Regions from separate parts of the Mus musculus genome. Here regions 2, 3, 4, 5, 6 and 7 are each linked to region 1. Evidence: chromatin contacts called from public Hi-C and HiChIP or PLAC-seq data. All regions are on one chromosome and are shown on one strand. Each heading gives the region's core, a stretch centred on a gene start, on an enhancer-like site or on the middle of the called end of the contact. The rest is flanking DNA. Distances are from core to core; before and after follow the strand shown. Region 1 holds the start of Ebf3 (early B cell factor 3). Region 2 has its middle 16 kb from the start of Gm29872. Region 3 overlaps Gm29931 (a long non-coding RNA gene). Region 4 has its middle 52 kb from the start of Gm29931. Region 5 has its middle 74 kb from the start of Gm29978. Region 6 has its middle 40 kb from the start of Gm29978. Region 7 overlaps Gm6249 (predicted gene 6249).

Region 1 (4,010 bases), core at 877-3,376:
GCTTTTAAACCTTCTAATTTGGTAATCAGATTTAAATCGCCTTGGCGCGTGTAATCTGAATTAAAGATACTGTAAATGATTTTAAGCATGACACTTGCCTTAGCGCAAGGACGGGCACCTCCAGCCCAGGCTGGACATTTTAGGAAGTGTGCTACAAAGCGAGCATTGTACCCCTTTCCCAACTTCATCTCTGCCTAAAAAGGCATTTAGCATATTCTGTCATTGACGCTGGCCCTGTCGCTCACCCAGTGTGAGCTCCCAAGCTTTGGAACACACAGAGACAAAGCATCTCTCAACCTCACCCTCCACCCATGGCCAACTTTATTCTGTGTTGTCTTTCCAGGAGCAAAGTGTTACCTCTTGCATGGGGGGTCTGATGTAAGTGGAAAATGCTGGGCTTATTAGGAATACAGAAATTTTCTTTTAATTTATCGTGAGGAGTTTCCATACACTTTGATTTAAGGTTATTAACATTCTATAGACAGTGGCATTTTTAATATGTGGCGATCGCTTCTAAAGACTAATCTCATTACCCTCAAATAGTCATAAAATATGATTTTATTATACTTACGTATTTAATTAGACGGCCGGCCCCGTAATGGATTTTGAGATGGGACTGGCGCAACAGCTTTGATAATTCACTTATCTTTGGCAATAGTCATTAACCCCCAACACCAGCAAAATAGATTGCTTTCCAGCACATCTTTTCTCTCACCCCTTCCAAGTAGCGTGTGGGGGGTCCCCAGATAACGTAAATCGGACTTCGATTTTCCCGATTAATTAAAATATTAACGCACACACACCACCAATTCACAAAAAAAGGAAGAGCTACCCCAGGCCCGGCGGGAAGAGGCTGCCCTGCGACACTTGCGCCCAGAAACCTTTTCTTTTTCTTCTTCTTTTAAAACCAGAAGGGCCTTATTTCTCGTGGCAGGAAAGAGCCTGGGACATCTCCAGGTCGTCCCTTGGGCCTCTGTCGCGCGTCGCACAGATCTCCTTTGGGTGGGCCGAGCGCCTGGGAACCGAATCCGGGCCTCCCGAGCTGGGCCTCCGAGCCCACGCGCTGCCGGCTCCCAGCTGCCCTCCCGGTTCCTCGAAACCAGGTCGGGAAGCCGCAGGGCGCGCGCTCACCCAGGCTGGGAGGCGCAGAGGGCAGGGTCCCTGGCGCCCGCAGTGTCTGCTCTGCTTTTCAGGCGGTTGGAGGTGGGGAGATCTGGCCACCGCACGGACCATGTAACAGGCTGGACACCAGCTCCGGGTCGCCGGAGAGGCTGAGCGCTCTTTCCGTCGGCCCAGAGAGGGCCCAGCCTTCTTTGTCACTGCCGCACCCAAGAACAGGCCAGGGACCCGAAACTCCTGTGGCCACCGGAGGGAGAGGGGGCATCTGGAGGAACCTGTCTCCGACGTGGACCCCGGCCCTGTATTCAGCAGGCTTTGCCGGGGTAGAAAGCATGGGACACCCAGCGGGGCTCAGATGTGGGCACACTGGCCCTTCAGCAGCCTTAGGTCTGCCTAGAAATCAGACTGAGCTGCGCCTCTTGCCCTGGTGGCGGCAGGGAGTGTGGATCCCTAGAAGGGGCATTAGGTACCCTCTTCTCCCAGCCCCTTGTTGTCCCTCCCTCTCCTGGAATCTCCTCCCGCGCGCCTTTCCAGCCTCTTCCTGCTGTTCTCTTTGGGACACCCCAGAGCCAGTGCTGCCCTGGTATTTATTGCATGCGTGTGGGCGACTTGGGGCGCTCCTCCTCCGACCCACGGTGTTTTGACTGTGTGGCAGGTCTTGTGGGCAGGTATAACGGGCCAAGCAGCACTTATGCACTGGCTGCGCTCGCTTCTTTGCGAGATTTATTTGAGCGGGTGGTAACTTCCTCGGCCGCGGCTGGGCTTGTGGAGCCGTGGCGCGTGGCCGGGGGCGGTGGTGGCGCTCGGTGGCGCTCGGAGGCGGCGGGGCTCGCTGGGCTCGCGGGGCTCGGGCCGGCTCGCGGCGCCGTCAGGCAGTCAGTCGGCGAGCGCGGCGGCGGCGGCGGCGAGGGGCGCGGCGAGGGGCGGCCGCTCCCATATATGGCGCAGGCGCCGCCCCCCGACGTCACCCTCTGACAGCGCCGCTCCCGGGGGCTTCGAGTTTTGGCTCCCGGGAAAGGGTCCATTCCTCGGGGAGAGAGGGCTGAGTTTTGTGCGCCTCCGTCCGCTGCGCGCGCCGCTCCAGGCCCCGCCGCGCCCCGCCTGCGCCCGGGACTGCGCCGCGGCACTCACTGCCCCGTTTATTTGTCTTTGGAGCAGGCGGGCCGCGCCAGAAGCGGGCGATCCCGCAGTGTCCTGCAGCCGCGGACGCCGCCTGGCTAGGATGACACCACGTTGAGCGCGCCTGCAAACAACAACAACAACAAGCGCCGCCGCGGCCACCGCGTCCACCGCGCCCTGCTCCTCCGAAGCGTCGCGTCGCCACCGGTGCAGCCCGCCCGCGTCCCCGGCCGTCCGCAGCGCCCGGCCGCCGGTGTATGCGGCGCCTGCCCGGGACGGGCTGAAGCCGGCGGCGGGCCGCACCGCAGGCGCCGAGCAGGGCCAGGGCGGCCAGGGCAGCCTCCTGCCGCCGAGCCCCGAGCGCCGCCGACCGCGGACGCGCTTTCGGCCGGGAGTCGCGGCCGCCGCCAGCAGTGTTCATGTTTGGGATTCAGGAGAATATTCCGCGCGGGGGGACGACCATGAAGGAGGAGCCGCTGGGCAGCGGCATGAACCCGGTGCGCTCGTGGATGCACACGGCAGGCGTGGTGGACGCCAACACGGCCGCCCAGAGGTACGTACCGGCCGCCCCCGCGCGCCTTGGCCCCGGCCCGGCCCGGCCCCCTCCTCCGGCCAGCGCCGCGCTGCTCACCGGGCCGCTGTCCCTTTCCTCCTGCAGCGGCGTGGGGCTGGCGCGGGCGCACTTCGAGAAGCAGCCTCCTTCCAACCTCCGGAAATCCAATTTCTTCCACTTCGTGCTGGCGCTCTACGACAGGCAGGGGCAGCCGGTGGAGATCGAAAGGACCGCTTTTGTGGACTTTGTGGAGAAAGAGAAAGTAAGTGTACACCGGCGATCGCACCCTCCCTCTCCAGGAGTAGGGGGCAGTTGGTGCCCGCGCATGGGGTCCGAGTGCCCCCCTCGGTGGCGGGAGCGCTCCGCCGGGCGACCCCGCCGCCACGTGCGGTCGCACAGGCCCCGCCAAGGGCCGAACAACTTCTCTGTGCCCTCGGACTCACTGGGGGCGAGGGGGAACGCTGGGCTTGCGGCAGGAAAAGTGACATCACCGCGTAGCTGCGAGCCAGGAATCCTGCCTGCAGCGTGTGAGGCCGAGGGGCCTCGGTCCTGGAGGGGGACCGAGCGCGGTGACCGCGCCAGACGCGGCCACGCTAAATGCAATTATTTATCGTTGCTTTCAGGAGCCGAACAACGAGAAAACCAACAACGGCATTCACTACAAGCTGCAGCTACTGTACAGCAATGGTGAGTACCACTGCTTGCTGACTGCCCTTTCGCCCTGAGCGCTGGCTCTCCCTTCCCTCGATGGTTTCAGGACATAAAGATTTTGAGATTAAAATGACATGGGTGTAAACACGAAATCTTCTCATGGCATAGAAGGAAAACAAAACATAAACGATCGATAAGTCGATGGCACTTCACATGATTAACCGGTGGGGCTTGAAGTAGAAAGTAAAAGGAGGATCGATAAGGGCGCCTGCAGAACAGCACTTTTAAGGGACTTTTTTCAGTTTTGCAAATTAATGTTAATTATTGGGATGAGGGTAGCTGCATAAGCCGAGCATAACTTACTGCCTGTGCACGGTTTAGAAAGGAAAGGACCTTCGAGAGTAGAAAGGAGTTTGGACTCTGTTTCTATAGGTGCACTCTCTTTTTGAAAAATAAATGACCATATGGGCCCAGAGCTGCACTCTTGGCCTGCTCACTGCTAGGCAGACTTCTTACACCTTCATATGGGAACCGCAAGAGTCCCAAGACTTTTAATTAAGAAAAGAAA
Region 2 (4,010 bases), core at 776-3,275, 910 kb after region 1:
ATATTCTTCAAGGTTAAAAACTTGGATGCTTCCATGTTCATTGTGAGAGTGTGTACAACAGCAGAGATATGGAAATAACCTTTGTGACTGTCTACGGTAATATTCTTGGTGGAATAGTCTTTAGCCTTAAAGGGAAGGAAATACTGCAACTTCTGATGTAAGAAGGCCTAGAGGACACTAAAGTAGACCAGGCCGAGGGGCTGGAGAAATGGCACTATGATTAGAAGGCCTTGTTACTTTTGCTGGGGACCCAGTTTGGTTCCTAAATAGACCAGACAGAGAAAGAGGCATACTGTGTACTAATTATATAATTCATTGGAAATCTAAAACATCACTCATGGAATCAGACTGCAGAATAGCAGTTAGCAGAAGCTGAAGAGGTTGAGGAGAAAGAGTTGAGCTATGTAAGACAATCCTATAGTCCCAGGAAGGCAGGATGCCCTAGTTACGATAATGGAAGCTTCAGCTTTAGCCACAGGGCAGGTCGAACATTGTACACTCTTCTCACCAAAGCAGGAAAGACAGGGGAGATGAAAATAAAAGTGGGGAGGCCAGAGTGTCGCCAGATATGCTTTTAGTTCAGACTGGGGTGGTGCCCTAGTGGGGTGCACTTCTCTCTAGTCTCACAGGGTTCAGTGTGTCACAGTGAAATGGTTTATAAGGCCAATGCCCTGGTTTGAATGTGAAATGGTCTCCTAAAATGGCTCTGTGTTGGGAAGCTCAGTGTTCAGAGAATGGTGCTGTTTTGGTGATTCTGAGAACTTTTGGAGGTAGCACTGAACTGAAGGAGGGTCACAGCATCCTTAGGAGGACTGGCCCCTTCCTGACTCTCCTGCTCTCTACTTCCTTTCTGTTGTGAAGTGAGGAAGCCCCTATACCACAGACTTCTGCCACCATGATGTTCTCCCCAAGTATAATAAAGAGGCAGGCAACCATTCGTGGAACCCTCTAAAACAGCCAATACAGATCACTGCTCACAGTTGTTCCTGACAGGCATGGTGGCACAAAGGTAACTGAGCTATGTAGTAAAGCCAAGGGAAACTACTAGAATACCACGCCAGGGAGCTTAGCCTTGTCTGCCTACAGAACCTTACCAAGCTGCCCCAAACTCAGATCCTCACGAATGGATCCAGGGTCAAGAAATTCAGATGAGTGATACTCTATGGGAAACAAAACAAAACAAAACAGAGACAAAACTGCTATACTAGATAACAAGAAACTGACAAAAGCTTATTACTGGTTAAACACAAAAGTATAGAGAAACTAAGGTGGAAAGGCTGCCCTGGAAGAGAGGAAGCTTTGGTTCTCTTAGTCCACAGGAACAACAAACAGCCCCCATATCCTGGCTCCACGCTGCCAACTTTGTAAGCACTGAGTCTCCACTCCAGCCCTCAGTGTCCTCCTTGGTACAAGTAGCATGCCCACCTCTTCACGGTACCTCTACAATCGAGGACAATAGAGTCAAATGACACAAGGTATAAATCACACTGGTGCCCAGGTCCTCTGCAACGAAGAATATTAACCTTTCGCCTGGACAGCGAGAACTGCCTTTTTTTTTTTTTTTTTTTTTTTTTTTTTTTTTTTTGGTCCGCCTCCATCAGGCCATGGTGTTCACTTTCACATTCCAGTACACAAACCCCGAGCACCTGTATTTAATTTTCACCAGGAGCACCGCTTTCGTTTCCAAGCTGCCAAACTTCCGTGCTCCTGGCCCCTACTATGTCAAAAGCGAACAGTGGCAGATTGGCATATTGAGCTATTAATAATTTGCTGTATGTGTTACAGATGTTGCATAAATGAACAGTATTCTATCACGGTTTCTTGACACTGGGGCCCTTGGGGTGGCAGGCTAAGACCCAGATCTGTCTACAACCTGCCCGTTCTGCAGGGGGGGCGGGGTGGCCCCTTGGAGCAGAATCACATTCCAGCTTGCAGAGCCAATTTTTCAGATGCTCATTCCTTCCTGTTCCTTGTTCTTCCGCTCAGCCCTCATCTGGCCACGGTGAAAAATGATGTGGTGTAATTTTTTATTCTCCGCCTGACACTCTTATGCAAGGCAACGGGCTTCAGCCGTTCCAAACTCCAAAAGGGTCAAGAAAGGAGGAATTGGAGTTTTTGGAAACAGCCCAAGAAAAACTTTCAACTTGAACCGTGTATACTCAGGAAAACAAAACTGCTAATTGTTAGCTTTCTGCTACTCTTGGGCTTCTGAAGAGCTTGCAGCATATGTTTCCCGAATATGTGCACTTTTTATATTAAAACCTGCTCTGGTCTCCAGGTGAAATGTAGATTAAATGGCCAGCTGAAGATGGACAGTGGACTTAAAATCTGACAGCAAACAGCTGTAGGATTCCTTCAACTTAATTCAAATAATGAAATCAATAGCTTATGCTACAGTTTCAAGTCCCCCCAAACGAATGTGTATGAAAAATGATGTTAATTTATCTGAGATTACTTCAGCCAAGAAATAGATTTTTCTTTGTCATTTCTGAAGGGTAGGGAATAAAAAAATTATCTGAACTATTACAAAAAAACAGTACAATGGATACTTTAGGGAGCTAATAAACAAAATCTGCTTTTGCTGTTTCGATTAATCATGGGTGCCTTGTTTACCCACTCCGTGGCCCAGACGAGTTTTGAAATGCTAATAAATGAGGTCTCCTTTTCATCCCCCAAGTTTGGAGGATCTCCTTCCAAGCACAACACATGTGTCGGCAGGCTGCCTAAGTTTTTCCTATTTCATATACACACTTTAAAAAAAATGCCACACAGCAGTGAGCCCTCTACGGAATATTCCAGCATGAGTAAAACCTGAAGGTTAGCCATCCAAGTTTAAGCCAAACCGTGCCAGATAAAATTCCAACTTAGACACGGTTCCAATTCATGCCGCTTTCAGCCTGTAACCTTCCCCAAACAGAGCAGCCAAAAGATTTAATAGTGTCACCAGTAGGGCACGCATAAATAGCAACTTTTATTGGTGACTATTCTGGAGATGTCAGGAGAACTGCAGAACGGTGCCATTTCACAGTCAGCATTCACTTGCCATATGCAGCAGGCTCTAAGAAAAGGTTTTGTCATTACAACATATTATAATTCCATGTGGAAAAGTAGTTTCACCCCTGAGACTGCTGAGGTGGTAGCTGGCAATATACATCATGGTAGTGTCAATGAATCCACACCTTCCTCCAGAAACCACCATGACCCAACGACTTATCCCCATCACTGGGCACCAGAGCTTGCTCTCAGAAGCACAAGATGGGTACCTAAAATGGTTGGTGAGATGCCTCCTGTGTGAACCAGGCACCTGGGACCTTGTAGACCAGATCATCTGGGCCTGAGATGGACCCAGGAGAATTTTGAAAGAATGGGGTCATCAAGAGTTGGCAGCTGGGTCGGAGTGGGTGTTGGGCTCCACATGTGGGCTTGTTGCTCTAAGGCAGTTTTTCAAAGGTCATTCGAAGTCCCTGCGGTGCACCTGCTATTTGCAGAAAAAAGAACACTGTACTCACAGGAGCCTTGGTTCAGGAATACCCATCATGTTCAACTTTGAAAAGTTTTTTTTTTCCAGAGATGCTGTGTGTCTGTCCTACACTCTGTGGTTAAGCAAGATCTTCCAGCCTCCAGGGAAGGCCCAGGAATAGAGGTTTGGACTCCATGGTGTGTGATGTGTTCTTGATGTTTATGCTTCCCAGAGGGAGCAGGGTGCCTCTCAAACATGGAGGCCTCTGAGACCAACCTCTCTGAAAGGCCAAGGTGGGTGGGAGGTCAAGGGTGTTCTCACCTGGACACTGCCACGCTCCAGAAGACGCCAACGCTTTCCTCTAAGCTGGTGATCTCAAAGGTCTTGAGAGAGCTTCTGCTTGGATCTCCACCCTCACTTCTAAGTGGTCCCCTCAATATTTGCTATAAAATGCTCCTGACCTGGGAGCCCATGGGCATGTTTGAGGAGGCCTTAAGAGTTTTTTACATACCACCCAGATTGTTGGGGTCTCTGAGCCCTTCTCACATGG
Region 3 (4,010 bases), core at 825-3,324, 810 kb after region 1:
CTGATGAATGACTGCCTTGGCAGATTCATAATCCAGGGTTTGGTGCAGCTGTGGATGAAACTAATAGCTAGCAGGGACCACCGAGGTCCCCGAGCTAATACCTGTCTCCTCCATCACAAATTGATGGCATTAAACAAAAAAGTTGACTCTTTTCACATCCTGCCAATCTAATTTTGGTGCCCCTGCAGCCATCCCAGCATTTCGTGGCACAGAGGGCGCTAAATGTCGCCTGTGGGATGGGGAAGGGAACATCTGTCATCCCCCTCCGTGTCTGGAGGTGGGGGTAGCAGGGCCGGGCACCCCTGCCTGTGGGCTGACTACTGTGGCCGGCCGGCAGCGCCCCACGCTGACTGTCCCCCAGCTTGCCTCTCTGGGCTGAGCATATGGCTTCGCTCTGCTCCTACTTCCCAGGGAACCGGGACAGTCGAGGCATAAACTGCCTTTACTTGTTCTGCTCTCAAAGGTTGGATGCAAGGAGGAAGGTCCAAAAATAACATCAGCGTAATAAGTCATTAGTCATTTTTCACTGTACATATGTTAACTTGACCTGCCGTATGTTAATTCATGCAACATTGGCCTCACATATGGCTACAATAGGAATCCCAACTGGTACCTCCTCCGGCTCGGCGCCTCATTACAGCAACTGCCCCAGCTCCATCATTAACACTAGGTAAAGTTCTACTTCCCCATTTCTTAGTTGGCCAGGGGTCAAATGAGGGCCAAACAAGAGTGGAAAATAGAGGTTAAAGATACCCACCAGACCACTCACACAGCCTGGGTAGGAAGCCAAGTATGGTCGAGGATAGCCCAGTGGGCTCTGACATGATAGGATCTTCTGGCTGGTACAAAGAATTCATTTTACTTAGAGCCTGTCAGTCTGAGCACCTGTCACTCACCCGCACGCATGTGAACCCCTGGCTACAGCAGAGGTGGCATCCGCAGCCATGCTGGGCCCTTTGGTCACTGTTGTTCCCCTGGGGAGGCAGCATGAGCAGAGTCCGGTGCTGAGGATATAGACAGGGAGAGTGCCTACACCTGAGCTCAGTTCTCCCCTCTGTAGGAGGAAATAAGAAAGGGCAGGGTTTGTTTCCTCGGGGTCACCCGCATCCTTTCAGGTGGGAGGCCATCATTGCAGTCTCTCAACCCTGGTTCTGATCCGGGGGCCTTCACAGGTTGTATCACATGCTGGCCTTCCACCTCTGAGCACCAAGTGCTTGTAAGAGTTTTGTGAGCATCAGGCAGTATTTCCTGAAAGGCCTGGCTGGGCTATAGCCAGCTTCAGTACTTACCGCTTCTTATATACAGAGAGCAGCCATCTCAGTGAGAAATGCAGGCAAGCCTCCTTCCTTGGAGGAAAGAAGAACGGGGAGATAGATGCTCAGCCATCCACACCCACCTCCCTCGAACAACTCCCTAAAATGGTTTAATTATGTCACAGTTAAGATTTGCTTCTAAGTAGCTCTGCCGGGCCTAGTCTTTTTCAAGAGGTATTAAAACAAAAAGCACTCGGTAGAGGCTGCTGCGAAGTCTTGGTGAAGTCATAGGAGCGGAGGACCACCCTGGGCAAGGAAGGGGAGTACATAGATGTTAATCATCCTTTGGTAAGTGCCCGACCTTCCTTTTCTTCAAGCCCAACCGGTTAGCCAGTAATTTCTAATTGTTATTAATTTCTAGCAATTAAAAATTGTGGCTTTCTGTCAGCTTTTAATTTGATGAGCAGGCCTACCGGTGACACGGAGGCGGCAGCCAGGTACCATTTTTTCGCAGGAACACGGGATGTGGTGTCCCTTCCTTTCAGCGATTCCAACACAGGCTCAGATAAAGCTCGTGTTTGAACAGTACCTTCTATCAAATACATTCATTACGTTACATGCTTCACTTGATTAATTATATTTAAAGAAATTGCGGGCACTTTGGATCTTCTTCTTATAACATTACTGTATGCCACAGATCCCTAATTTCAAGAAGAAAAGAGGCTGAGGGCATTTTTTCAGACTCTCCCGGACAGCCGGCTCCTTTCCCCTAGGAGTTGAACGTATTCAAATGTATCTCCATCAATGAGCACGGTAATTATGAATTCAGCACTAATTAGTATATACACTACTTTCCTTGCATATTTGATTTCCACAGTGAGATGGTAATAAGGGAAATGCCCATTTTTGTCCTATCTCATAAAAATTCCACAGTGTTAGAGGGGGAAGGGCAGATGGTGAAAGGAGACTGGGGATGCATTTAAATATGAAAAAACTTTACAGATAATTGGTCTGGTTACTGAGGGTATAAAACAACACTCTTACCTTGCAGTTAACATTCTGCCAGCTAAATATGCCGCTTTAAGGACACACTGTTCTTATTAAAAGTAAAATCTTTAGTGGGTTTTTTTTTCCTCCAATCTGACCAGCCTTTTTTTTTTTTTTTTTTTTTTTTTGGAAACCTCTCTTCTTGAAAAAATAAGCTGCTTGCTGGAATGTTGGTACTTCACAGCTTCCGGAGAAAGGGCACCAGCCTGTGCCTCAGTCAAGAAAATTACAGCCAGGGCCTTTGTAAAAGCTGTTATTTAGAGCAGCGCTAGGAGATAGATACATTTGTTAGGGCTTTAAGTGCCAATCATTGATTTGAATATAAACCAAATGATGTGTTACAGATGTAACAAGGTTTGGCTGCCAAGGCGTACAGAGGATGCACCCAACTTTTTCATGGAGAAGACTCTGGAATTAAGTGTACTTTATGTGCCCTTGTTATTGTGTTTGCTGACCTCCAGCATGGTAAAATGAGAGCCACTGCTGAACAGTTCACCAGCGTTCTAAAGCCCCCGGAAGCTGGCAAGCTGTTTGCTATTTACCCACTAAGCTGCTTCTTTATCAGGAGGCTGAATTCAGAACCCATTAGACTTATAATCAAAGAACCTTAAAAAAATCCCCAAGTCAAAGCGTCACGCCAGCAGGAGACACAGGCATTTCCAGGCATGGCGAACACTAAAGCTACAGAAAGCATAAAGAGTAGGACTTGTGCATGAGTGTGTGTGTGTGTGTGTGTGTGTGTGTGTGTGTGAAGGAGAGGGGCGGGAGGAAGGAGGGGAGGGAACATTTTCCTCTTGTGGGTGTTAGTAAAACAAAGAGGCACCTTTACTCGACATCTTTAGCAGGGCAGCCCTGAACTTTGACTCCAGCTTGCAGCTCTTCTGGGGCTGCTTGGTGTAGGCTCTGGTGGAAATGAGTTCCTTAATAGAAGCACTTCTCAAAAGTAGGTCACTCTGGAAAAAGACTCCATCGGAACCGTGTGGCTACCTTTACTTCCTTTCTCACATAGACTAGAGGTGGCCCCTGGTGCCTTCTGCTCAGCTGGAGAGACTTGCTATAGCAAGGCAGCCCTGTTGAGCTTCTGTACTGGCTTTCCCTCAAAAAGAGGAACAAGAGACAGGAGCTTTGGCAAAACATGCAAGGACATAAAGACAGGTCCACTGGCCACCTGACACCTCTCCCTTCTCTACGTGGGACTTGCGGAGGGCAGTGTCAGAGGCACCTGCAGAAGGGAGAGAAGGATTCAAGGCATTGTTGTCTAAGCTATCCTCACATAGTGGTACCCAGGTAAGGAAACACCAAAAATGAATTCGTAGCTTCAATTCAGTCTCCTCACCTTGGTACCCTTGTCATGATTGGATCTGACTCAGAATCCCAATGCTATCTGCCTCCTGATTGGTTTAAAGCTGATTTGGAGTCTGTCATTTACCTGTCTAGTGATGTTTATTTAATGAAAAGGCCAGTGTGTAGTTCCAATGGTGGCCTTTTGTCCTTGCTTTCTCTGTCATTCATTTTATAAATTGGCCTTTTATTAATGTTTCAATTCTGGCATCCAGAAGAATATTCTTAGCAGAAAGCAGGTTTTCTATGGCAGTTCATCTGGTTTTGTGGTAGGAAACTTAGGCATTAGCCAGAGGCATGGGAGGCTGAGTGACTTGGGCTGAGCTGCTTCCAGGTAAGATGAGAGGAAGAACTCACCATGAAGGACAG
Region 4 (4,010 bases), core at 486-2,985, 770 kb after region 1:
GACCCTTTTGCAGGGGTCACATATCAGATATCCTGCATATCAGATATTTACATTATGATTCATAACAGTGGGAAATTAGTTGTGAAGTAGCAAGAAAAATGATCGTATGGTTGGGGCTCACTACAACATGAGGAACTGTATTTAAGGGTCACAGCCTTAGGAAGGCTTAGATCCACTGTCTTAGACTGCCATCCCAAGTGTTCTGGTGGCATCTCTCATGTGCCTGGGATGAGTAACCATCAAGGCAACATACCTTTTTGTCAAACTCATTATTTATTCAATCTCTACAATGAGTGATACTTTAGAATTTGTAAGTTCTCTCTACCACGTTGGGTATGGACTAAAAAGTTGTAATAACTCCTAAGTAAGGGTGCTGCATAGCTTAACTATGAACTTGAAATAATATAGAATTACTTGAGCAGAGAGGCTCAATGATGGACTGTCTATGGCTTTGGAGGATCATCTTACTTAGATTCCTTGGCATGGAAAGACACAACCCACTGTGGGCACCTCCCTCCCCTAGGCAGAGTTCCTTAACAGTATAAGACTGAAGAAATTGAGCTGGACACCAGCAAGCAAGACAGAAATGCATCCATCAGTGTCATTGTGATGTGAGCAGCTGTTGAAGCTTCTGCAGTCCTGTCTTCATTCCACAGTGATGGAATATAACCTGGAATTGTGAAATAACCTCTTTGTCCACTAACTTTCTTGCCATCAGGTTATTTTACCACCACAATGGAAATGAAACTGGAGTGATGAAGAGAGTTTTCTTCAATTAGGCACAAATGTGAAGTGTCTCTGTCAAAGGAAAATCCTAACAGTTGCCAAAATGTGCTTGAGTAGCCTGCTTAGGGAGGAGACACATGCAGAAGTGGACAGAGATAGCCTAGTAGAGCTGAGGCGTGCTCTTGCCAATTCAGAGATAGACATGGATCATTGCGGTAGGTTCACTTTACCCAGAACTCCAGCTCAGCAGCTGTGGATGTAGCAATTACAAGTCCAGCAGTGCCAGCCAATGACAATGCATTTGTGCAGCTATCCTACACCAAACATGTTATATGTACCTATTAGAAAAATTCACATCTTTCAGTATACAACTTTCCTGTAAATGTGGCCATGTCTGGATTCCAGAACACCAAATGAAAAAAATTGCATATTAAAAAGAGAAAATGAATTTATGAAATAGATGACTGGAATCTGAAGTCCCTGTAACTTCACTGGGGTTATTCGGATTTTAAATCACGACAGAGGGGAATTCCATCACAGCCCACTGCATTCATAAACACTTGTTATCACATGCTGTGCAAGGTTGCATGTCCTTATAGTTCATTTGATTAAGCCCACAGTGAAGTTCCTGCCAGGCCTTGATCTCTGAAGACACAGTCTGTGGCCATCAGAGAGCATTTCATGTGTCTGTCTTTGGTTATCCAGATGCCATGCAAGGAGCTGGTGTGACCACTGAGTCCAGAAAGGGCTTTCCCAAGGTGTTCACATTTCCTGTGCCATCCTGGGCTATCTCAGAACAGAGATTTGCCATCCGCCCTGCTGGCAAGGACTATCCATGGGAATCAGAGCTGGAACAGGCAGGCTGTCTGCCATGTCAGAGTCGGCAGAGCTTGTTTACAGATTCAAGTGCTGTTTTAAAAGTGTGTGCCTGGAGTCTCGAGTGTAGTGGGCTGAGCTGGTGAAAAAAAAATAATATTCAGCTCAGCACTTTGGCAAAGAGCATTCTTATGAGGCAGACTCATTTATTTACCTTCCCAGCTGGAAAAGACACATGGAGGTATGCAGCCAAGAAGAGGAGGGATAAATGGGGAGTGGGGAGCAGGGTTTGGCTCCTGTTATATTGATTTTGGCAAAAATGCCATGTGAAAAATTATGCCTCAGATAAAAATAAATTATAATCTACAAGTATTTGAATGAGAAGGGTTCCCTGTGAGAACTTAATAAATGAATGCTAATTCAGTTACCAATTTGTAGCCATGAAACATAACCAGTCATGTTATTCTGTGTAGCTTGTTTTGGAAAAGATTGCATAACCCACGGAGCCATCCTTCACAAAGTGCATAAAAGTGTCGGCATATATATAATTTATACAGCGCATGTTAGTTATGGTCTGTTTAATAGTATTTAATGCTGTCGCATGACATCATTCTTTCATTTACCCATTGGAAAAAAAATAAAAAGACCAATCAAAAGCACTTTATAGTGTAAGAAATATGCTTACTGAATTTGATAAAAATTGTAGAAGACAATAAAACAGATTCGCTGGGGGAGGTATCTTTTTAAAGATTTTTGAAGAGTTACTATGGTGGAGTTCGTGCAGTATTTACACTGTAGTTATTTTAATCATAATTTACTTAGGGTGTGTATGTGTGTTATCTAATAAGCTGTTAATGTGCCCTCAGCAATTCATTTTGCCGACAGCACAGTAAATTGCTGCAGAGCCTTGGCCCTTTATTAGTAGTAATGATTAAATCCAGTTTTAGTTGTACTTTCTTTACTCTCTCTACTGCCTACGGGGCATCCCTATGGGGTAGAGGGGAGAGAGAAGTCATTCTAACCTTAATCTGTCCATCTTTTATCCAAAAATCTATTCTGTGCATTTTCTGCCAAGTATATCCCACTTCTATTTACAGGCATTCTGCTTTTATGCTGTATAGAGTAGTGAAGGTACTGTAAGAGAGCAGGACTAAATGTTACAAAATGTTGCATTAGATAAAAGACAGCCATGATCATCTCTACTCCACACAACACTGGAGAAAAGAAAACCTGTTCCTTGTTAGCGCACATGTGTGTGTGTGTGTGTGTGTGTGTGTGTGTAAAGTCCTATAAGAAGACATTCTGGTTTGCTTGTTTGATGCCATAATAAAACCCAAAATTATTTGGGAAAGGAAGGAAGGGCCCCATAACGGAAAGAAGCCATCGCAGGAACTCAAGGCAGGACCATGGAGGAAGGAACTAAGGCAGAGGCCAGGGAGAAACACGGCTTACTGCCTTGTACTCTGTGGGGATTTATTTATTTATTTATTTATTTATTTATTTTTTAGCCTACTTTCTTATAATGCCCATAACCACCTGCCTAGAGATAGGGCGACCCACAGTGGCCTGGCCCGCCCACATTAATAATCAAATGCTTCATGGTCTTGCCTACGGGCCAGTCTGCTAGAGGCAAATCCTCAATTAAGACTCCCCTCTTGCCAGATAGTAACCAGAACAGAAATCCAAGCATCAGCATAAAATACAGTGCCAGAGTACTCTCCCGTGCTCAGTCTGAGAGGAATCCTCTGAGGGTATGATTGTCCATTGTCTCTGCAAAGCCACCTTTTATTAAGATGGGTCATAGAAACTGAAGTGACAAACTCTACTGTGTCACCAACCCTGCCTTCTTTCAGTTCCAGGCACGGACTTCTGCATATGGCAGCTTGGATGTCCAGGCTCTCGGTTCACACACTTACCATGAACAAGGAGTCTTGGGAGCTCACTAGACCTTCAGTTGGAGGTTCTTTCCTGTAAGCCTGGGTTCTGTCCATGGGTCTGTACTTGGCCTTCAGTTGTTGGGTGGGTATTGGGGAAAATTCCCCACTAAGACCGAGTGAGTACCATGGGGTTTGCCAAAGGCTTCCTTGCTGGCCACCTGGATGGCACTTTTTGTACTAGGGAGCAGCGTTCTTATGTCTTGCGTTCCAATTATAGCATCATATTTTAAGAGGGAACCGGGGTGTCTTCAGGCTCTACCCATGTCCTGCCACCCTGCCTGGGTTGCAGCTCTGTGGAGTATTTTGGTCCAGCGTAACTCCCGGGCTTGTCCACAACTTACCACAGGCACAGTTGGGGACATGGGTCCTAGGTCTTTCCAGCCTCCGGCAGCTCTCCCACATCTGTGTCCATCTCTTTTTGAGCCTATCCTCCTTCTATTCCTTTATCCAGTCTGAGCATCTTGTACCTGCTTAAGGCTCCCCAGTCCTAGGGAAGTTTCCTCTGCCCTATTTCTCACCGTGACTACCCCC
Region 5 (4,010 bases), core at 529-3,028, 710 kb after region 1:
TCAAAATGGGAATCAAGGAACACCGCCAACTGGGATTTTAAAGTTATAAGGTTTTGTGATGTCACCTCCATGTTCTCCAGGGTTCCAGCATGCAACAACATGGGACCGAACCTCTGCCTAACGGTGAGCTATTTGAGACAAGAGAAAGTAGGATGCCCTCCACAGAGAAGGTAAGGCTCAAGGGCTCTGAGACACGATCCAAGTAAGAAACCCTTGAACACCAGCCCCAACCTTTACCTACTGTCAGTACCTCGGTTCAACATCTGGCTTCTAACCAGGTAACCTTAGCAATTACAGCTAGCATCTCCTTCCTGTGCCCTAAAGCCAGCCCTGCCCAGCAGGGGTGGAGACCCATACATAGCACAGCTGACCCACCATCCAGCGACCAATCAGGAAAGCTGCATTTGGGGGTGTTCATCTCAGCATCCCGGGTCCCTTTGTGCCAGTTTCGATGAACACTTTTTATGAAGAGCTTTATCTTGGACAACTGATGAGGGAGTCTTGGATTCTTTCTTCTGTGCTTTCCTCCGCTCCCCGGCCTACCCACAGTTGTTTCTTGTTATAGTGAAGCCCACCCACATGCAGGTTGTAGAGATGGGTGAATAAAAGTCAGAAACAATTCGAGGTAATTGCGGTGAAGGCTTTGTAGAACATCTGCAGATGGGCTGTGTTTGTGGAATGGACCAGAATATGATTTTGGAATCAATAGCTCAAACTTTCTGCTCAATTGATTTTTTTTTTAAAGTGGTGATGGTGGGGGGTGGGCTACAGTGATCTACAGAAACCTTTTTGAGTCAAAATTATTTTTAATCACAGATATGTCAGCCCTGTTTAAATGCCAAATGGGGAATACTGTACGCACATAAACATTTAAAATAATGCCAGTAAAAATTATAGCAACTCATTGTACAGACCACCCGGTACCAGCAACTGCTGACTGCTGATGTTGAGCTCCGAGCTATTTCTGGGTTAGCATCAAGCTTTATTTAATATAGTGACCTCCACATACTGTTGTCATTAAAGTTACTAATAAATGTGATTTAATTTTTAAGTGCAGTAAATTGTTTATTGTACAGATGCGTGTCCCTCTTTAGAGGAGATCTTAGGGTCATTTCTTACACAAGGCATCTTGCACTTGGGGAGAACCAGACAGGCAGCTTGAGTTGTATTTCTTGTGTCTGTGTCCTCATTCCCCAAGTGTGAAAACTTTATTGCTCATTATCTACTGAGCTGTGATGAAGTGACGGATGATTTATTGGGAGCCAAAAACTGTGTTTCAATGCTCAACATTTTTATCCTTTTGTACTGTGGTCTCGCCAGCCTGGCTCCCCTAACTGCCCAGGCAGGCAACAAATAAAAGAAACTCCACTCTGGAGGGGCCAGGCCCCCCTCATAAAGGTCTGTATTGCTGCTCTACTCCGCTCCTAATTCTATTCAATTCCCTTTTGTTGCTTAAATTTTCAATTTGTTTAATTGAGCTGTTTGACAGTAAAATTCAGAATTCCATGCATTTTAGCCATTCATATTAAATTCCCCCCACCCTCTGTAGAGTACAGTATTTTTATTAATGTGCTTTATAGGCCTGAGCCTCAATTTAAATTTGATGACCTCACAAGCATGCAAAAAGACCTGAATTCTTATTTCCTTTTTTTTCTTCTTCCTCAAACTTAAATTAAAATGAATCATTGTAAACCAATGGAATAGTGTGGTTTCTTCCCTGGATTTAATGAGTTCAGGGAAGGAACTGGGGTTGGGAGGGTAAACTGTGCCGAGCTGGTGTGGCCATTCGAGCTTCTCCGTGTATTTTCATATTTTAATAGATGACATAGCATTGAGCCAAAGGGAGAGTCAGACAGTTCAGAAAGCAAGTTTCTGTTGAAAGCGGCAGGTGAGGTACCCTGTGGTGAGAACACTGCACCCTCCTTTACAGGGTTCCATGTTTATTGACATTTAAATAGCCTAGCACCTCGTCCTTTAGGATTAATAAGACACCCAGAAACCCATGCAAAGAATTTGAGGTTTACTAAACTTTAATCCGTACGATTTAATAGCAAGATCTGAGTCATTATGCGTATGCAGAATGCCATCTGACTTTACAAACACTTTTAAGCGATGAGTTATGTGGCAAGAGTGGTTTGGCTGTGTATCATTATGTCCAGGTAAATGCCAGAATGATGACATAATTGGTAGTTGGGAGTAAAATACAACCCCTGTAAAATGTTACTAAGGTGAATGCGGAGGGATTGTAATTCATTATACAGAGACGTGGTTCCCAGGCATTTATCATTTTATGAAGTACAGGCTCACTTGATCTCGCCAGGCCTTGTTTTCCTTTTTTCCCTTTGTTACTTCCTTTGGCAGCGTAACACGTCCTGGTTTCAAAACTGCTAATTCCTTTCTCTTTAACCATTTTCCAGGGGACCCCAGTGGATTTCAGCCTCTTGTCATGCACTAGAGACTAAGAATTCTGTAAATGCTAACTCCTGAGGACTGGCCCTAATAAGAATGATAATCCACCAATTTCAGACAATGATAAATTTATGACTTTGGATTAAAGGTCAGATGGCTATTGGAGACATTAAAACAGCCCAATTTCATAATGCCCCAGCATCGTAAGGACAGACATTTGTGCACTGTGCTGCCTGTTAGCTCCTGCTAAAGACATACAGTAATAGTTTGGAAGTAGAAAAGCCTATTTCCTACCTGTGCAAGGTGCTTTCCCTTAGCCCTGGGCGACTGTTTAACTTCTAACCCCCCTGTTCACACAGCGAATGTGCATAAAAGTACAATATACCACATAAGGACGTGGGTTTTGCAACATTTGCTTTATGCTGCTTGCTACAGAACCCATTACTCACGTTTGCAGACACTTTGTGCTGTCCTAAAATAAGGAGCCATTTTCTCTAAATGGCTACTTTGCTTTAAATTCATTCAATTTCAGGGTGTCTTGTCCCCACCTCCAACATCAATGGAGCACCTAAGTAAAACAGAGTCTGGCACAAAATAGCTTTGATTAGGATTTTGGTTTGATCACATTTTAAGGGGGCTAGTGAGCTCTCCAGTGTCTCTTCTGGACAACATCAAGTCATGTCACTTCCTAGCTGTACTACCTTCTCTCTGGGATATGCGTCCTCCCCTCCAAACGCTGCGAGCCATCCCCTGATACTCCATCCATGCTTGCTGCTTCCTGCGCAGTCCCAGCTCTAGTCCACAGCAGTTGTGATAAGCAGACATTCTACATAACATTTAATGAATGGTCTCAGAGAGTACATGCTCTCTTCCATTCCTGAGGCCTATTGCTGCAAGTTTAAGATGACCACTCCACAGAGACTAGAGTGTGGAAGGGATGACAGGTATGTGGGTCTCAGGTATTTAAAAAAAAAAAGAGCCTTTTTCCAAGCAAAAGGGTGGAATGTCCAAGGAAGCCTTTAGTGATCCTTTGGGACCAGGGAAGGTCTGGTCTGCCTAATCCACCCCCATGGAGCTCTAAAGTATTCTGTGTACTTATTTCCCTTTGGGGGATCTTTTCCCCCAAAGACTGTCCTCTCAGTTCCAATGATAACAAATGACAAAGTTGATGGGTAACATTGTCTGGGCAGAGACTGTAACAATAATGGTCTTCTTTCCATCCCATCTCGAGTCTATCCAGAATCTAGGTGGTTGGAAACCTAGAGACCCTTAAGGAAAGACAGTGGGTTTTCCAGGGGAGGTGCTCACTCTTGAGTTGAGAGAAAAATAACAACCAATTTTTCAAGTTACAGATGAAGCTCATTCTTTGAAAGGAAATAAAAATGACCTTTATCTAGTAATTTCACTGGATGAAATCCAAAGTGAGGAGGCTCTCTCCTACGTCTGCATCCACTCACTCACTCATCAGCTTTTAAGGTTCAACAGAAGAAGCACAGGGGAATAGAGAAAGGCAGACGAGACTGGGTAGACTGTAGATGCTTTTAAGAGATTTAGAAGATGCTGTAAATCTCCTTGTATCTTCTAGAACCTTCAAAAACCAA
Region 6 (4,010 bases), core at 587-3,086, 670 kb after region 1:
AAGGTGCCATGCATAAGAGATGATCAAATGACCCTCACCTGCACTGGCCATCGGGGGGCAGAAGAGACAGTAACAGTGCAGATGAAGGTAGGGATAAATGGAAAAGCCAGCGACTGCAGAGAGCAGCGAGGTCCAGCCCATTGGACAGCTGTTGGGCTCTGTGCACACAAATCTGAAAGTACGTGCTGTGATCAGCAGTTAAGCCTGTAGGTCTCTGTCCATGTGTGCAAAGTAACATGCGCTCATAAACTTCAAAAAAGACTTGTACAAAGATTTCTTAGCAGTGTTATCTATAGTAGAAACAAGAATGGGTATCGATAGTCAACTGGAGTATGAGACAACCTTCAAAATGAATGGGCTTAAATTGCCCCAAACCACAAAGGCAAGTCACAGAAACTTCATGGTGGTGGCCTGGGGGTAAGATAAGCCCCACACCACAGGACAGGTTGAATGATTCTGCTTGTATAACTTCAGAAATGGCCATTTTTTGTTCCCTGTGCTTGCGGTTGATGAAGGTCGTTTTGTCAGCCAGGTAGAAAGCTGGCAGACATCCCACTGTTTTATGACGCGGAGGCTGACTGCCTGGGAAGATCCACTTTGAAAAAGTCACACCACAGCCTGTGCTTATGATCTGTGTGTATTTCAGTATCTAATTACTGTGTTAATGTGAACTGAACTCTGAAAACATGTGATCAAGCATGTGAAGAATTTCATGAAAAGCAAGCTGTGCCTGTAAGTTGGTTGTTCATGCTTCTAAAGATGTCAGCACTGGCAACTCTTGGTTGGAGACCAAGGTATTTCACATCTTTTCATAAGACCCCATGTCTGTCATCCCAGTGTGATGCAGGGCATGAATCTCGGCAGTTTCTGGATACCCTTGGCTTATGTTGTATGTCATATCATTTCATTCAGTTTGTTGTTGTTTACCCCTCAATATCATTTGTGTGTATGTGTACGTGTGTGCATGTGTGTGTGCACTCACTTGCATTTGTGGAGTGCAGATGTCCACACTGGGTGTCTTCCTCAAGCACTCTACAATTTATTTTTAATCTTTTTATTGTTTGAGAATTTTGAAACACATACATTTTGACCAAATCCCTCCCCAGTCGCTCCCCTCTAATCCTCCGCTGTTGTCTCCCCATCACTTTCCCTCCTGATGTCATGTGATCTTTTTGTGAACTCTGGGAGTCCAGTTCGTGTTGCCAGTATATGCATGGATTATTTTGGAGACAGCCTTTCACCGGAAGCTTGCCAATTCTGCTAGATTAGTTGTCCAGTAAGTTCCAGGATCATTCTGGCAACTGCCGTTGGACTGTTCCTGCTATATCAAAATGAAGGCAACAGGGAACTCTACACATATGTACTGACGAAGGGTCTGCATCCTTAGAAGACCCGAGGTCATGATAATATCACTTGCATTGCATTTTTGATAGTACTCTCCATAGGAGCTCTTCTAGAGGATCATTGGAGGAAAAACCCTACCTAGGAGATATGATCTACCATTAATTTGGGAGGCAAATGGATCACTTTGACTCATGAGTATGCTACCCAGTTCATAAATGTTCATGCAAATTCTTTAAAATCTACATTATAAAACCCAGTGGTCTGTTCTCTCACCTTTGGGCAACCCAGTCCAGTGTCTTTTTAGAGTATTTGCTTTGCCTTGCTAAGTGAACTTCCACTCTGTCTACTTTTCTCTCTCCGTTCCTTCAACAAGACGAGATCCTAGGCACTCCCACAGCATCTTGAGGAATTTGTTATCCCTGGGGCTCTGGGGGGCCTCAGCTGTCACGGGCTGGCCAAAGTCTTGCTGACTCTAGACATTTGTTAAACAGTAATTTGAAACTTTATCCCCACCTCTACCAACAAAGAACCGGGAAAACGGCACAGACTAGCACATTCTGGGAGATAGGAATTCTTAAGTGCTAAAGCTTTGCCAGTTTGCATGTGTGTAAGGGCTGGGAGAATAACTCAAGCTTTTTTTTTTTTTTTTTTTTAGGTGTTTTATGATCCTCAGCCTTTTACCAAAGCTCACAGTAGAACAGCTAGCTTATTCTATCACACTCTGAGCATGTAATATGATACCTGCTCCTTAGGTACCAGGGGATGTCTGGTTATTTTGAATACTGCTCTCTTTTCTTATATTTATATTGTCTTTTTAAACTATCTGTTTGATATGTGTAAAAAAAAAAACTGTACCTAACACACATACTACCAGTAGTGTTTGATCATATAAAAACCCTAACCCCTAATGTAAGCCATAGCGCTACCCAAACTTTTCCCTATGTGCACTCCCTGTCCCATGAACCCTCTCCTTGCTACAGAAGATCATCTCTCTAAATGGAAAGAAAATGGAATTGTAAAGTATGGTTGTATTAGAAATGTATGCATGCTTGACAGTATATTATTTAGCTCTGCTTATTCTTAGGTCTGTAAAAATGATATCACTCTGTGCGGTCTTCTGGGACCAGATTTTTTTTTCCACTCCCCATTCCATTTCTAGTCCGACCTCTGGTATAAGTAGCTGCAGTCCAGTCATTTTGTTTCTTCAGAATACTCCACAGTGTGAATATGCATCCATTTATGTATCCCATTTCTGGCCATGGACGTCTGAGAGCTTGTTTCCAGATTTCTTGTTATAAGCAGAGCTCTGGTGGACATTCGTTCACAAGTCTCTGGGGCACCCACGCAAAGTCCCATGGCCCTTGTGCTGGGAAGTGACTTCTGTGTTGAGGGACCCTCTCGTTATTCTTCTTCCTGTTTACTTATAACCCTCCTGGCCTTCCTCCTTTCTTTTTCCTTCCTTTGGTCTCCTGTCACCCTCCAGAGGCCACCTGAGTGCCTGTGACCTCCTCTGCATGCTCTCCGTCCAAGACTGTCCTTCTCTGCAGTTCTGGCCTGGCCCCTTGTGAGTGCTCTAGCAGATGCTCTTTGTCTGTTCTGATCCAAGCCTCCCCCCACCTCTGGGTTCCAGGAGGCCAGTGATGTGGAGTAGCCCCGTGCCTTTGTCATGCCTGCCATGATGCAAGCAAAACTTGCAGAAAAAGAGTTAACTATGACTGGTGGTCAGAGACCATTATGATATGTCTTGCTTGGTGGATAACCTGGTGACAATTCTGTGGTTGCAGGCTTCCTGGATGAGAGTCATGCAAATCACCCTTCTTGGGCAGATTAAAGAAATTTTGGTTTTGCTGATGACATGAAAAATAGACAACAACAAGAAGATGATGGTGGTGGTGGTGATGATGATGATGATGATGATGATGATAAGGGTGGTGGTAGTGGTGATGGTGATAGTAACAGTAAGCTAGGGTACAATGTTTGCCACTGGCCATTCCTATCCACATGCCTTTTAGCATATGAACTTTTAACTTAACAGCAGCCCCATGAGGCAGATATTCCCATGTTCTCCCAGGCACTGGGCTACTGAGAGCTTAAAAGTCTGTTCGAAATGACTCAGTTTCTCTTGGAAGAGCCAGGCTTTACTCCTCTTTCTTAACATCTGTATTTCCTCTTAGGACCTCACTCTACCCCTTATGCATCACTGACCAGTCATATGTGACCATCAAAATTCCCTGCATCTGCAAGGACCCAAAGAACCTGAGATACAGACTCTTCTTACAAAAACACTAGAGTCTGTGAGCTGAATTATTTACCATTTAGCTAGAGAACTTCTGCAGAGCATGGGGTATGCCAATCAGAGAAGAGGGCACAGCTCCATTGAACCCATGAGTCTTGGGATAGTGAGAAGGATTAGAAGTTTTCCATGTAACTCTACTGGTGCTACACTTTCAAGAACCTGGGCATGGGCCCAAGGTCCTCCCTCCAGCTCCAGGACCCTGATTTAGGGGAATTTTAAAATTTTTTTGTTAGATATTTTCTTTACTTACATTTCAAAAGTTATCCCCTTTCCTGGTTTCCCCTCTGAAAATTCTCTATCCCCTTCCTCCTCCCCCCTGATCACCAACCCACCCACTCCTGCTTCCTGGCCCTGGCATTCCCCTATACTG
Region 7 (4,010 bases), core at 494-2,993, 650 kb after region 1:
TCTTTCCTTCTTTTTATTTATTTATTTTTTAATTAGCTTTCATAGCAACAGGCTTCCTTGTAGCATTTTCTGCAGGATTTCTCCATATCACTCCAGCCCCCATCTCCCTACAGTTCTTCCTTAGTACTGATCCTAACCCCAGCCTCCCCCTTCCACTGTAGAGTGCCATATGTCCTCTTGTCTTCTCTACCTCCCTCCTCCTTCCTTTAATTCCTCTTCATCTTTATCTCTTGGGCCCCATCGCAGTTTCCTGGCCTTTGTTTCCATCTAGACACATGTAGTTGATAATTAGAGGCTAGGTCTGCATGTGAGAGGATAGATGGCATTTGTCCCACTGAACCCAGGTTACCTCAAATAATATGTTTGCAAAAATATCCATTTTCCTGCAACTCTCCTGATTTTTGCTTTCTACTCCACTGGCTTCCTCTGTAGCTCCTTTCCCCCATTTTTCACAGGAAATATGGCTGCCAACACCTGGAATGTTATTCTTGGTGAATGGAGAGCAGAAGTCTTCTAGTTGGTTCTGGGTCAAGACTACTGTAGGACTTGTAAGATGGCTGGGAGGCCTGACAGTAATTGTATCAGGGCCTATGAGAGAAAGATCAGCTTTGAATATTTCAGAGAGTGAGATTCATGGGAGTGAGGGGTCTTCAGAGAGTCTCACAAGAAAATCCTGCTGAATAAACCATATTATGGTCCTTTCAGATAAGAAAGAAACATTTTTTTTTTAACCATGTAAGATGTGTGTGTGTGTGGATGGTGTGGGTGGTGTGTCCCTGATCAGGGTTGCAGATGCCTGTGTAGAGGCTAGAGGTTGGAGTCTGGTCAACATAGGGTGTCTTCCTCAATTTCTTTCTTCTACATTGCTTACTGACTCTGAGTCTCTAACTGAACATGGTGCTTGCTTACCATTAGGCTGGACTGGCTGCTGAGGTAAATCTCCATGATCCTCACCCATGTCTCTGCCTCCCAGTGCAGGGAGCACCAGCCGTGCTTCCATCTTTATACCAGTGCGGAGGTTCGGAGTCTCAGGGCCCCATGCTTGAGCAACAAGCAGAATTTATCCACTGAGATAGCTCCCAAGCCCCATCTCTTATGCTAAGCAGGTGCACCTAAGGACCTTGTCTTTGAACTGCCTCTGGATCTTGTGACTTGGATTAGCACATCTATTTGCATAGAGTCTGTAAACCATTGCATAACGCATTTCATTTCTGCTAATGGCCCCTGCTCATTATCTTCTCACTTGATCTAGTCAATAAACAACAGAATATATTATAGCAACTCCTGAGAAAAACCATGTCTTCTCTCATAAAATCTTAGAAGGGGAAACTATTACACCTTGCCATCATAGATCAGACGCAATCCTGTGTTAACCCAATAGGTGAATGTGCCTGACTTCTTGGCTTCATCGGATGTTAAATCGATAACAAGTCAAAGGATTCCTCAGAAATTATCATGAGGGCTATTGGTTCCTGATTTTTCCCCGAGCCTGCTCCCTTTTGGAGCTCCCACCTGTGCCTGGATCTGTGCGAATGCATGTGGACCCACACCTGTCTGTCCAAGGGAACAGAATAGATCCGATCATGTTTATACTTGCCTGATGTGCTTTGCTTCTGAATTCTAAGAGGCTGTGATTTTCCCTCCTTTTAGACAGAAGAGACTGGCTTCTGCCCCCTGCCCTGGGCTGGATTAATGCTTAATGATGGCGTGGGAGGAGGAACAAAGTCGGTGGGGTGTGATCACGGATTAGTCTTTTCAAGCACAGCTAACCCTTTTGTCCTCTGTCTAGCTGTTCACCAGCCTCCTGCAGGGCTTCCTGCGGTGACTACTTGATAAGAGTTCAGATTCTTCTGGCCCTGGGCAACAGATCAGATTCCTGGTGGCCTGTGGACAAGGGCCAGCTCCAGGGACCACGACCTCCTGGTGATGGAGCCTCAGGGACCAGGTGGTAGAGAAAGTTGGGATTCCTGGGCCTGGGTCTCACTTTTCTTGTAGAGTTGGGGCATGGAAGGTAACTCTGGGTACTCCTTTCTAGCAGCAAAGACACTGGGGAATCACAGGGAGCAGGTGTGTGTAGCTCTTGGCCCCCTGGGAGGAGAAACTCGGGAAGCCTAATATCTTTTAGGAAGGTTTGTACTTAGTGAGCGACCTGAACAGGGCTGATACTCCCACTTTCAGGAGGGCCTTGGTGTTTGGATGTGTGGGTGGGGCAGGTGAATTGTGAGGCTGGTGTTCCTCCACTGCTGGACTCTGTGAGGTCCACTGTAGTCATCAGGGGAGTCTAACACCTGTCCCTTCCTCATGTGGCATTTGGACAGAAAGCCAACTGACACTGACTGTCTCCTTGGTGAGTTTAAGATGTTAGTATGGGCTCCAGGAGGGACTCTACCTTTCTTTGGTTGCAAGCAAGAGAGACTATGACTGACCCTAAAACAAAAAGATCATTTTATAGATAGATCTGAAGGTCGGAAGAGCTCAAAGGTTAGAAGAAGATGGAGTTGGCAAGCAAGGCAGAGCCTGCCAACCTGGATACCAGTGACAGGCGGCTGCCAAGCTGATGCCCAGACACCACAGATGGACAAAAGAGGGGAGGCTCCCTGGCCTTGTCTTTTAGTTCCTGGCAGGTTGGTGGCTGAAATCTCAGTGCAGCATGGGATGTGAGAATGTGAGATGTGCTCATCAGATATCCCAGTGTTCTCTTTCACTGCTTCCTTTCTTTTACTATGGCACTGAGAACAGAACAACTTAGGCTGCTGTGGGCTCTTGGAATATAGCTTTGTAAAATAATCCCTACAGGATGGGATCTTCCCAGAACGCCAACTGCTTCATCATTGCTGGATTTCACCCCTGTTTACTGTGTCTACAAGCAACCCCTGCCACTGGTTGCTGTGTGACTTGTGTGGTGTTTTGCCTGCCTCTTCCTCCAGCCCAGGGTGGGATTGGGCTCCCTTTTTTTTTTTTTTTTTTTTGCACTCATCTGCTTCCCAGTGTTTCTGGCTGAGCTGTGGACAGATGGATGAATAGAAGGGAATGTAATGTTGGGGGATTATCAAACAATCCAGTCTCAGTGGAAAAGGAAGTAGGAGAGCTAGTTTTCAAGCAAGAACAAGTATCATTCAACTCCACCTAGTGATTTGATGATAGAATAATTAAGTGACTTATCTTTACATGATACATATTTAAATAAATAGGAGCCATTTATCATATGTCATCATTTTGTCTAGAACACATATGAAAAGATTTGTGCATACCAGCACGTTATGAAACAGGACAGATCTTGAAACAATGGCCTCAATTTGAACTTGCAAATGCTTTTAATTTCAAAAGTATTTAAGCCAGCCCCTTTCATAAACGAAGTTACAAGCATTTGGCAAAATAGAGGAGTCACCGAGTTGGACAAATATTTTTCCTAATAGTTTGGGTTTTTTTCCATTCCTTTAAATATCAAGTAATAATGTTTTTTAATGTTTTTGTAAACATGGGATGTTTTAATGCCTGAGAAGCCATGTGTCATAAATAAGCTTTATTATCTGCCAAAAAGGATGAAAATATAACTTTACATTTCTGTTTTAAAGTAATTTTAGTGCCTATTAGCTATAAAGTAACAGTTATATATAATTTAGAGTATGTAGTCACTCCAAACAACTTGACATTTTCACACAAACACGGCGGCGTAATAATAGCCCTGGGATTTCATTGGAAGTATGCAGCACTACAGGATATTAAAATAACTTATGGCGCACTGTAATTCTTGTTTTGTATTTGTCCAAGTAGTTGTGAAGCAGGCAATAAAGTAGTAAAATGAAAGGCTGGGCTGTAACTCCAGCGCCCTTGCTTCTTAAAGTTGCAGGCGCCCTTTCCTCTGAAGTGTGGCTAAGTTGCCTGGGTTTCTGTGCTGGCTTTCATTTTTTTCTTCCTCTGTCATATAAGCTGTCATGGTGACAGGCCCTTTGTCTTAGACTATTCCTGAGGACACTCTCCAATGACTTCTTGAAGGAAGTCTGCTCTTG

What was found. A called contact is a pair of places that touch in the nucleus more often than the background predicts. HiChIP or PLAC-seq counts read pairs in DNA pulled down with a chosen protein or histone mark.
Region 2: a contact with region 1 is called in an H3K4me3 HiChIP or PLAC-seq map of embryonic limb bud, with 13 times the contacts expected there. The contact joins the enhancer-like site here to the promoter of Ebf3 in region 1. A contact is called at or near these places in 9 of 39 promoter capture datasets (the 3T3-L1 cell line, cranial neural crest, embryonic stem cells and 6 more), 5 of 484 Hi-C or Micro-C datasets (LSK cells, adipose-derived mesenchymal stem cells, olfactory sensory neurons and 2 more), 13 of 115 datasets of contacts at active chromatin or transcription factors (the NIH/3T3 cell line, craniofacial prominence, embryonic basal ganglia and 9 more) and 1 of 9 other capture datasets (embryonic stem cells).
Region 3: an H3K4me3 HiChIP or PLAC-seq map of embryonic basal ganglia shows a contact between it and region 1, with 12 times the contacts expected there. The contact joins the enhancer-like site here to the promoter of Ebf3 in region 1. A contact is called at or near these places in 10 of 39 promoter capture datasets (cranial neural crest, embryonic stem cells, frontonasal cranial neural crest and 5 more), 1 of 15 datasets of contacts at CTCF or cohesin (the NIH/3T3 cell line), 71 of 484 Hi-C or Micro-C datasets (3T3-L1-derived adipocytes, LSK cells, brain and 38 more), 25 of 115 datasets of contacts at active chromatin or transcription factors (the NIH/3T3 cell line, bone marrow-derived macrophages, craniofacial prominence and 17 more) and 2 of 9 other capture datasets (embryonic tail and embryonic trunk).
Region 4: a Hi-C map of uterus shows a contact between it and region 1, with 4 times the contacts expected there. The contact joins the enhancer-like site here to the promoter of Ebf3 in region 1. A contact is called at or near these places in 4 of 39 promoter capture datasets (the 3T3-L1 cell line, epiblast stem cells, liver and 1 more), 3 of 484 Hi-C or Micro-C datasets (cumulus cells, olfactory sensory neurons and uterus) and 11 of 115 datasets of contacts at active chromatin or transcription factors (the NIH/3T3 cell line, bone marrow-derived macrophages, craniofacial prominence and 8 more).
Region 5: a contact with region 1 is called in an H3K4me3 HiChIP or PLAC-seq map of embryonic limb bud, with 5 times the contacts expected there. The contact joins the enhancer-like site here to the promoter of Ebf3 in region 1. A contact is called at or near these places in 9 of 39 promoter capture datasets (the 3T3-L1 cell line, embryonic stem cells, frontonasal cranial neural crest and 4 more), 2 of 15 datasets of contacts at CTCF or cohesin (embryonic stem cells and stem cell-derived epiblast-like cells), 33 of 484 Hi-C or Micro-C datasets (differentiating embryonic stem cells, embryonic limb bud, embryonic stem cells and 4 more), 21 of 115 datasets of contacts at active chromatin or transcription factors (the NIH/3T3 cell line, astrocytes, craniofacial prominence and 10 more) and 1 of 9 other capture datasets (embryonic stem cells).
Region 6: a contact with region 1 is called in an H3K4me3 HiChIP or PLAC-seq map of craniofacial prominence, with 5 times the contacts expected there. The contact joins the enhancer-like site here to the promoter of Ebf3 in region 1. A contact is called at or near these places in 9 of 39 promoter capture datasets (the 3T3-L1 cell line, 3T3-L1-derived adipocytes, embryonic stem cells and 5 more), 14 of 115 datasets of contacts at active chromatin or transcription factors (craniofacial prominence, differentiating embryonic stem cells, embryonic basal ganglia and 9 more) and 1 of 9 other capture datasets (embryonic stem cells).
Region 7: an H3K27ac HiChIP or PLAC-seq map of differentiating embryonic stem cells shows a contact between it and region 1, with 3 times the contacts expected there. The contact joins the enhancer-like site here to the promoter of Ebf3 in region 1. A contact is called at or near these places in 13 of 39 promoter capture datasets (the 3T3-L1 cell line, 3T3-L1-derived adipocytes, cranial neural crest and 6 more), 5 of 484 Hi-C or Micro-C datasets (embryonic stem cells, nephron progenitors and uterus), 18 of 115 datasets of contacts at active chromatin or transcription factors (craniofacial prominence, differentiating embryonic stem cells, embryonic basal ganglia and 8 more) and 1 of 9 other capture datasets (embryonic stem cells).

Annotation. Positions count from the first base shown.
Region 1 is chr7:137,312,561-137,316,570 of GRCm38.p6, reverse strand. It overlaps Ebf3 (early B cell factor 3), which reads left to right and starts at 2,126. Exons shown (of 16, transcript NM_001113414.1): 1 at 2,126-2,791; 2 at 2,897-3,053; 3 at 3,415-3,478. The coding sequence starts at 2,658.
Region 2 is chr7:136,404,391-136,408,400 of GRCm38.p6, reverse strand. No RefSeq gene overlaps it. Among named protein-coding and RNA genes, the nearest start is that of Gm29872, 16 kb to the right of the region's middle. Within about 2 kb of position 2,025, at least 27 of the 459 cell types and tissues checked have an H3K27ac peak or open chromatin away from gene starts, as enhancers often do. A contact at or near this core is called in craniofacial prominence, embryonic limb bud, second pharyngeal arch cranial neural crest and 1 more, where this site is marked.
Region 3 is chr7:136,498,360-136,502,369 of GRCm38.p6, reverse strand. All of the region lies in intron 1 of Gm29931 (a long non-coding RNA gene), which reads right to left. Among named protein-coding and RNA genes, the nearest start is that of Gm29931, 4.1 kb to the right of the region's middle. Within about 2 kb of position 2,074, at least 9 of the 459 cell types and tissues checked have an H3K27ac peak or open chromatin away from gene starts, as enhancers often do. A contact at or near this core is called in embryonic basal ganglia, embryonic brain and ganglionic eminence, where this site is marked.
Region 4 is chr7:136,545,751-136,549,760 of GRCm38.p6, reverse strand. No RefSeq gene overlaps it. Among named protein-coding and RNA genes, the nearest start is that of Gm29931, 52 kb to the right of the region's middle. Within about 2 kb of position 1,735, at least 2 of the 459 cell types and tissues checked have an H3K27ac peak or open chromatin away from gene starts, as enhancers often do. A contact at or near this core is called in uterus, where this site is marked.
Region 5 is chr7:136,604,854-136,608,863 of GRCm38.p6, reverse strand. No RefSeq gene overlaps it. Among named protein-coding and RNA genes, the nearest start is that of Gm29978, 74 kb to the left of the region's middle. Within about 2 kb of position 1,778, at least 4 of the 459 cell types and tissues checked have an H3K27ac peak or open chromatin away from gene starts, as enhancers often do. A contact at or near this core is called in embryonic limb bud, where this site is marked.
Region 6 is chr7:136,638,232-136,642,241 of GRCm38.p6, reverse strand. No RefSeq gene overlaps it. Among named protein-coding and RNA genes, the nearest start is that of Gm29978, 40 kb to the left of the region's middle. Within about 2 kb of position 1,836, at least 10 of the 459 cell types and tissues checked have an H3K27ac peak or open chromatin away from gene starts, as enhancers often do. A contact at or near this core is called in craniofacial prominence and second pharyngeal arch cranial neural crest, where this site is marked.
Region 7 is chr7:136,664,649-136,668,658 of GRCm38.p6, reverse strand. It overlaps Gm6249 (predicted gene 6249), which reads left to right. Exons shown (of 6, transcript NR_046021.1): 6 at 1-704. Among named protein-coding and RNA genes, the nearest start is that of Gm29978, 14 kb to the left of the region's middle. Within about 2 kb of position 1,743, at least 9 of the 459 cell types and tissues checked have an H3K27ac peak or open chromatin away from gene starts, as enhancers often do. A contact at or near this core is called in differentiating embryonic stem cells, where this site is marked.